3 separate regions of the Sus scrofa genome follow, and all the other regions are linked to region 2. Evidence: chromatin contacts called from public targeted proximity ligation data. All regions are on one chromosome and are shown on one strand. The core of a region is the stretch at or near the end of the contact, and the rest is flanking DNA. Distances in the headings are between cores, read along the strand shown.

Region 1 (2,700 bases), core at 155-2,654, 220 kb before region 2:
CCCTCCAATGAAGCCTGCTGTGAAGAACCTGAGCAAGAATCAAAAGCCACCTGAAGCTGACTTTCTAAATGGCCAGAAGGGTAAAATGTTGCCCCATGGCTCCTGGCACCTGCCAGGAGGTAGCGACCACCTGAACCTGGCCATCTCTTTACTGCAGCTCACGCTGCTCCACCGGGAAAACCAGTAGAGGGCGCTGTTTTCACACCAGCAACGTGCCTTCTGGGCTCACTTCAGGTTGTGAAGCGTTTATTGCTTATAAGCAAGGACCAGGAACACTTTATCCCCAGGGAAATAGCTCCCGTTTGTCCTGGGCCTTCATTTGATTAAAAGTTAATCGCCTGGCCATGCAAGCAAGGAAACTATTCACGGGTGGGAGGACTATAAGCTAGTACTTTCCGGGAGGAAAATTTTGCAGCCTCTATTAAGAAATGCCTTTAAAAACAAGCCCTCTCTTTGACCCAGCAATTCGACTCCTAGAAATTTTACTGGAGGAAACAATCAAGGGTGAGAGCAAATCCTCACACCTATGAGGACAGTCACAGAAATGCTGTTTACGGCGGAAAAAGCTGGAAACAACATCCTGTTCTGGGGGGGGGCGCGGGGGGGGGGTGATAAAGCCTAGGACACGGCCACACCATGGCAGAGCACACGCAGTCACCTAAAGCGCTGGAGAGTGATGTTCTGGGTCCCAGGAAGTGAGTGGTTTGTGTGCAGGGGAGCATGTGCTGGGCCCTGGGATGCGTGCTTTACACACGTGAACCCATTTGAGCTGCACGACACGCCCAAGCGCGTCGGTGTTATCATCATCCCCATTTTACCGACAGGAAAAGCGCCCTCGGTAATGTGACTACGGTCACGCGGCTAGTGAACGGGAATCCAGCCCAGGCTGAACCTCCAGAGCCCATGCGTGTAGCCACTCAGCGTGGGACACTACAGACAAAGCGAGGTGGGACAGGGCAGAGCCAAAAGCCCAGACACTCTGTTAACGTAGCCACACACCCTTACAGGTGTTAGGGCTTCACAGTCCAGCTCACCAGTTTGGGCTCCTAAGCCTCGAATGATCGAATTGGCTCCGATCCTTGCTAGGTGGCTACAGAGAGCTGCCTGATGGAGAGCTGCTTAGATGGTGAGCCACGCCTCAGGTTCCCCAAAACAGAACTACCGCTGGAGATCCCCTCAGCCTGGCTCCCTGACCCCATTTCTCTGCTCCATGATTTCTGCTGGCTTCCCAGATGCTTTCCTAGGTTGCCCCTGGTCATCTGTCATCCCCAGGAAAGCCCAGGGCTTCCCAGAAACAGCTGAACAGTGATAACAAGCAGTTGGGGCACATGCTGCGTGCGCTCCATCACGGGGCCGCTGCAGCACAGGCCTTCCGGCGACAGGAGGAGAAAACCTCCCAACAGCTGTGTCTGCATCCAAGTGGCACGAGGACAGGAGACAGCCAGCCGACATCCTCCACAGACCTCAGGGCCCACCCAACCCACTGGAATTACTGCTGATCTCGGCCACTGGGGGCCCCCCTAAAAATAGCTCTATCTGTGGGTGTGCTTCACTGTGTCTTCTGCTCTTCCTGACCCCTGCTAATACTTTAAAAAGCAAACAAACAAACAAACAAAAAAACAAAAACAGCAGGTCTGAAAAAGTTTCCGAGGAAGCCAGCTGGAGTGACCAAGCCAGGGCAGACAGCTGGAAGAGCCCCGAGTTGACCGTGAGAATATTTATGGAATCAAATGACTGAGACGTACTTAGCAGCTTGTGAGTGAGGATGAGATTCTCCTTGTTTCAGTTTTTCCTGTATCCAGCACCCGTACTGAATGTCCCTTTGCAGAGAGAAATGGTAACAGTTCGGGCTATACCAGGAGGCAGGATAAGGGGCTGGGTTTGTCTTTTGTTTATTTATTAATTTTTTTTCTTGTTTTGGCTCTACCTGTGGCATATGGAAAAGGGCCCAGGACTGAATCCAAGCCACAGCTGCGACCTACGCCATAGCTGCAGCAACACTGGATCCTTAACCCACTGAGCAAAGAAGCCAAGGATGGAACTTACATCCTCACAGACACTATGTCGGGTTCTTAACCCCCTGAGCCACGCCGGGAACTCCCTCCTTGGAACTCTTGAGCTGTAGGGACCCACTTTAATCATCCAAGATACTCTCAAGATCCTTAGCCGAATCCTATCTGCAAAGCCCCTTCTGTCGTGTACAATAAGATAGTCACGGGTTCTGGGGATGAGGACATGGATGTCGGGGTGGCAGTGGCGGGGGCCATTATTCTGCTGACCAAAGAGGAGTAGGAATTGTTAATCTGGAGAGTGCATGGAGCACGGGGGTCACCTCCCCAGAGTCCATTCATTCATCCCCAGATACCTAATCTGGGGCAATGATCTGACTCCATCCCCTTTGGCAGTGGCTGGTTTGGGGAGAAGACAAAAATGGTGAGACGGTTGTTGGGGAGGCCTTTGGTGAAAATGTTCCTGGATCTTAAGATCAACACACCAAAGGGACCCCCACAGAGTGTGAACAGGAAGCAGGCTGCCCAGTGGCTGCGGTCAGCCAGCTTTATGGGCGTGGGAACCCCTGCCTCAGGATGCAGCCCAGCCTGTGGACAGAACACAGAAGAAACCAGAGTCTCCAATGACCTGGGTGAGCCAAATTAACACACTCGGAGCCTGCTCTCTTGGACCTGGTTCTCCTGTTCTGCA
Region 2 (2,700 bases), core at 41-2,540:
ACAGCAGAAACAAATCTGACTAGGAACCACAAGGTTGAGGGTTTGATCCCTGGCCTTGCTCAGTGGGTTAAGGATCCGGTGTTGTCATGAGCTGTGGTGTAGACTGCAGACATGGCTCGGATCTGGCATGGTTGTGGCTCTGGTGTAGGCCGGCAGCTACAGCTCCGAATAGACCCCTAGCCTGGGAACCTCCATATGCTTCGGGTGCAGCCCTAAAAAGACAAAAAAAAAAAGAGTGTGGTCTGTCTAATGAGGTCACCCTGAAAGATTCTAAGCAAGAGATGACATAAGATTTGGAATTAAAAAAAAAAAAAATCCTAGTGTCAAATTGGCAAAGAAGGGCAAAAATAGGGGCAAGGAGACTAGTCAAGGTCTCCAAGGTGCTCTTGGAGTTCTCTTGTGGCACAGTGGGTTAAGAATCTGGCACACATTGTCACCACAGCAGCTTGGACCACTGTTGTGGCCAAGTTCAACCCCTGGCCTGGGAACTTCCACATGCTGCAGGTGCGGCCAAAAAAAAAAAAAAAAAAAAGCTCTTGCAAAAATCCAGAGGAGAGATGATGAAGGACTGAATCAGGGCAGCGGTGGTGGGGATATAAAGAGACCGTGACTTCAGAACTATTTAGGAGACAATATTCATAAGCCTTTATTGGATGTAGGAGGTGAAGAAAAGGAGACTTGAGAATGATTCCTAAATTTGTAACCCAAGTGACTGCATGGCTGGTGGTTCCACCAAAGCAGGCAGGAAATACTCCGGAGTTCAGGGAAGGGGCAGAAGACTAGCTCAGTTTTGGACAATTTGGACAGGTTTACTAGATAAGGCAACGCTCAAATTGAGGGGGATTCTTGGAGAGTTATTTTGGGGTTCCCTGTTTCCTGGAATTGTCGGCCAATTGAAATGCCAGGTCTCTGATGTTCTCTACAATTACTGTTTGGTTTTCTTGCCTTTTCTGGTCATAGTGCACATTTGAGACACAAAGCCGTGGTTGTCAGCAGCAGATCCAGCGGCACCGCTGCCCTGGGGTCTGAAAGACTTCGTCTCACTCTCCTTGCTGCTGCAGACAAAGGCTGTCTTATGCACCATCTATTTCAGTCATTTTTATGAGTGCCGTGGAATATTTTTCAAGCTATTCCTTTTAAGCGTTATCTCTTGGCAGTTAAGAAAATAGATCCATTGCAAGCACTGGGGTTTCTGAAAAGGGGTTTAAAAATAGCTCAGGGCACTAGACAGCTGCAGCTATTGGGAAATGGAGCCCTCTGCTTGCACTTTTGCCGGTTTCCATTTCAACCTTGCAGCTGGAAACCGGTAGCTCTTCCTCTACTGGGAACAGATGCAAGAGGAAGAAGGAATGGGCCGGGACCCTCTCCTGACTTGGGGTCACATTTGGCATCTGTGAATGCTGAGAGGCGCTGGGGTAATGGAGAGTGGGCATATCAAGCTCTTGGGTTTGAAAAAGCCTATTCAATATTATATCTTCATATGTGGAGATGAAAAAAAATAAGCCTATTGGTTTTGTCATGCAAATTATAGGAAACAGATGGGATAAAATCCTCTTAGCCAATGGGGACAGGCAGAAAGCTGACTGATAACAAGGCTTTACCGCAGTCTCTCATGGGGTACCTAGGACACTGCTAATCGCCACTGCCATCTTACAGGTGTAAAAACCAAGGAAGGGAATGAATTGTTGAGGAAGCTGCCCCTGGTCACAGAGTCAGGCATGGAGGGAGGCAGGGTTGCAGCTCAAACTCCAAAGCCCCTCCCTTTAGTCAGTGCTCTAGTTTTTGCCCTTTTTGGGGAGCCACGTCCACAGCATGCAGAAGTTCCCAGGCCAGGGGACAAACCCAGCCACAGCAGTGACAACACCGGATCCTTAACCCACTGAGCCACCAGCGAACTCCTCTAGATTGTCTTTTTTTTTTTTTTTTTTGGTCTTTTTTTGCCTTTTCTAGGGCCGCACCCACGGCACATAGAGGTTCCCAGGCTAGGGGTCTAATTGGAGCTGTAGCCACCGGCCATACTAGAGCCACAGCAACGCAGGATCCAGGCCGCGCCTGTGACCTACACCACAGCTCACGGCAGCACCGGATCCTTAACCCACTGAGCAAGGCCAGGGATCAACCTCATGGGTCCTAGTCGGATTCCTTAAGCACTGCGCCACACGGGAACTCCTAGATTGTCTTTTAACTGGGGATTTCAACGTCTCTTGAAAGGGAGCAAGGATGTTTAAAAGAAGAAAATGGCAAGAATGAACATGAACATATCTGCAGGCTAAGCATAAGCTCTACTATGATGCCACTTAATAAATGATTGCTGAGTAAATAAATGACTGCATTTTAAATAAATGAATGTCACGGAAAAAATAAAAATTAAAAAAGACTCAAAAAAGTGGTTTGAAAAAAGTTACTAATAAACAAGATGGAATCAAAAATAAATAAATAAAGACCCTTAGCCTCTTTGGAGACTCTACTTCCTCATCTGTAAAATGGATACCATAATATCTTTTGGCGGCCTTCACAAAATTGCCATGAAGATCAAGTGGGATAAAAGACAGTCGTTTAATACCCTGGAGAATCGTTCCGCAGTTAACTCAACCCACGGTCCCTGAGCACCATGCAGCAGGCATTGCTCCAGGTGCCGGGGACACAGCCACGCACCAAGCAAGCAAAGCCCTTGCTGACGCTCCACCAGGGAGCAATGGA
Region 3 (2,700 bases), core at 115-2,614, 190 kb before region 2:
CAGTACCCGCCCACCTGGAGAGCACGAGAGTGATGAGCGAGGCAGGACTGGGAACCGAAACTGTGTCTGACATCTGAGGTCCAGGCAACCTCATCTGGGAGCTCCATGAACAGACACGGATACCAAGAGGTGGCCGTTTGGTTTGGCAGAGTCTCGGGTGCCACTGGCTGGACCAAATACCCCTGGACTGTGCCAGGTGTGTGGATGGCGCTGAAATAAATGTCCGTCCAGATGAAAGGAGACCGACCAGCAGATGGCAGAAGCCTGGAGGCTGACCCCAAAGGGATGGATTTGCCCAGAGCAGGGAGGTGTGGGCCTGAGAATGAAGGAGGCCCCCACACAAAGCTGTCACCCTCCACATGACAAATGGCAGATGTCTGGCAAACCTGGAAACTTCCTGACATTCAGCTCACTCTATTTGTTTCATAGATAAATGCTATAAACAACGTGGCTGCATTTCCCTGCCCACAGACCTCAGCAGCTGGAATAGCATGAGGTCCCCAATCTGTCCGGGCCTGGGTGTGTGGATTTCAGATCCAAATATGCAAATCATCCCTTTTCAGGGAAATGGTTTTCTGGACAGGACTTGGGGCTTGGGAGCCAGAAAGAGAAGTCACAAATGGTTGTCCTCTTTGTTGGGTAGTATCTGATGCATGTCCTGGCTCTGCCTCCCGCTAGTTACCTGACCCTAACTAGCAAAAGGAAAGGTTCTTCTGAGCCTCAGTTTGCTCATCTGCAAAGTGGGACTTTCTCCTGGCCTTTCAAGATTCTGGTTAAGGAACATATGAGTTAAATCATTGGAGAATACACTCCAAAATGCAAAGAGCTCCATTAGGGCAAGGGGGTTCTTGGCAAGAGGCAAAATCCTTCTAATCTTTGTACTGAAGCTATCACAATCATTCCAACTCATTTTTTTTTGGTTTGTTTTTATTTTTGTTTTTTTGTTTTTGTTTTTTCAGGGCCTTACCTGAGGCACATGGAGGCTCCCAGGCTAGGGGTCCAATTGGAGCTGTAGCCACCTGCCTACGCCAGAGCCACAGCAATGCCAGATCCGAGCAGTGTCAGCGACCCACACCACAGCTCATGGCAACGCCATATTCTTAACCCACTGAGAGAGGCCAGGGATCAAACCTGCATCCTCATGGATACTAGTTGGGTTCGTTAACCACTGAGCCATGACAGAAACGCCTCCAACTCATTCTTATAGGCACGAGTCCAGTTCAGCAAAAGGAGCAAGTGGTGGGGAACTTAGGGATATTAACAAAACCTGAAACTTGAGACAGACCAGCACTTTTAGACACAGACTTTCAGCTCCCCAACACAGGCGGCTTTCACGGCCAAGTTCAGCTGGTACAGACCATCTGCTTGGGAGGCAATTCTATCCGCAAAGGCTGCCTGATCTTGGCTCTGAGAGAGAAGGCCAGTTAAGGAACAGCTCCCCACCCCCAACACACACACACACTCACACACACACAAACAATGCAGCTCTGAGACCCATTGTGAAAGGTGCTTCAATGCTCCAGCTGCAAGTGCAGCCACACTATCTTCTTTAAACACATCTAGTTTTCTTCAATTTCTTGATGAACAGACTCCCAGGCGCTGCTGCAGAACAGAAAGGCTACACATCCCTTTTCATGCGCAAATCCTCACACACAGCAGTGTGTCCATCCAAGAAATCCAGATGACAGGATGGCATCCAGGCAATGTCCCCGTTGCCTGCCTGCACTTCCCAGTGGGCTTCGCAGTCAATATTCCATAAACAAAACGAGTACCTGCTATGTGCAGAGCACTACGCAGAGCCTGATGAGGACGTGAAGGGAAACCTAAACAAGACTCCGGGGCCACATGTCTTCAGCATGACACTGTGCTGACAAGGATGAAGAGGATGAGGGTGAGTGAAAGGACCAGACAGAAGAGAGACCACAGCCCATCCGAAAGGCTCTGGGAGAGGAAGCTGGGGTATGTAGATCTTCCAGGAGAATAATTTTTCTCTACACAGAGCCATGCTCATGTTTCATTGGTTCTTTTCGTAGAAACATTTTTCATGCACAGTGCTGGGCTGGTCCAGCCCAGGGACAGCTTTTCAGCTCCTTTTGCTGCCAGGATGCTTGAGCTAGATAATGTTCCCATGGTCCAGGTAGCCCCAGTCAAAAGGATCCTGAGGCATTCCTGTTGTGGCTCAGCAGGTTAAGAATGTGACTTATGTCCATGAGGATGCGGGTTCGATCCCTGGCCTCATTCAGTGGGCTAAGAATCCAGCATAGGTCGTAGATGCAGCTCAGGTCGGGCATTGCTGTGGCTGTGGGGTAGGCTGGTGGCTGTGGCTCCAATTTGATGGCTAGCCTGGGAGCCTCCATATGTCGCAGGTGTGGCCCTAAAAAGAAAAATATGTATTTTTTAAAAAAGGATCTTGAGAAGCATGAAATGCAGAAGTGAGCAACCTCAGCCACAGAGCAGGGGCTCATAGGTGGGGGTGGCAATCCGCTAGTATGGTTCTATTCCATAAGGCAGGGTTTGCTGGGAGACACCCCGCCTGCCGTCAGAAAAGAGGTGATGAGATCTACCTGATCACAGGATAAGCTGGCTAGAAATGACTCGAGCTTAGTGAGGACAGATCAGAGGGTCCTCCAAGTTCTGTCTGGGATATCTGGTTTCCCGTTCCCTCCTCTGGGGGTGGCCCCAGCCTCTGCTCCAGCAGAC

Evidence for each region.
Region 1: a contact with region 2 is called in a targeted proximity ligation map of skeletal muscle. A contact is called at or near these places in 1 of 47 Hi-C or Micro-C datasets (fetal heart ventricle) and 2 of 2 datasets of targeted methods (alveolar macrophages and skeletal muscle).
Region 3: a targeted proximity ligation map of skeletal muscle shows a contact between it and region 2. A contact is called at or near these places in 2 of 2 datasets of targeted methods (alveolar macrophages and skeletal muscle).

What each region holds. Positions count from the first base shown.
Region 1 is chr4:15,061,090-15,063,789 of Sscrofa11.1, reverse strand. The region is part of intron 3 of MTSS1 (metastasis suppressor protein 1); the gene reads right to left. Among named protein-coding and RNA genes, the nearest start is that of NDUFB9, 51 kb to the left of the region's middle.
Region 2 is chr4:14,841,746-14,844,445 of Sscrofa11.1, reverse strand. No RefSeq gene overlaps it. Among named protein-coding and RNA genes, the nearest start is that of MTSS1, 90 kb to the left of the region's middle.
Region 3 is chr4:15,033,300-15,035,999 of Sscrofa11.1, reverse strand. All of the region lies in intron 3 of MTSS1 (metastasis suppressor protein 1), which reads right to left. Among named protein-coding and RNA genes, the nearest start is that of NDUFB9, 79 kb to the left of the region's middle.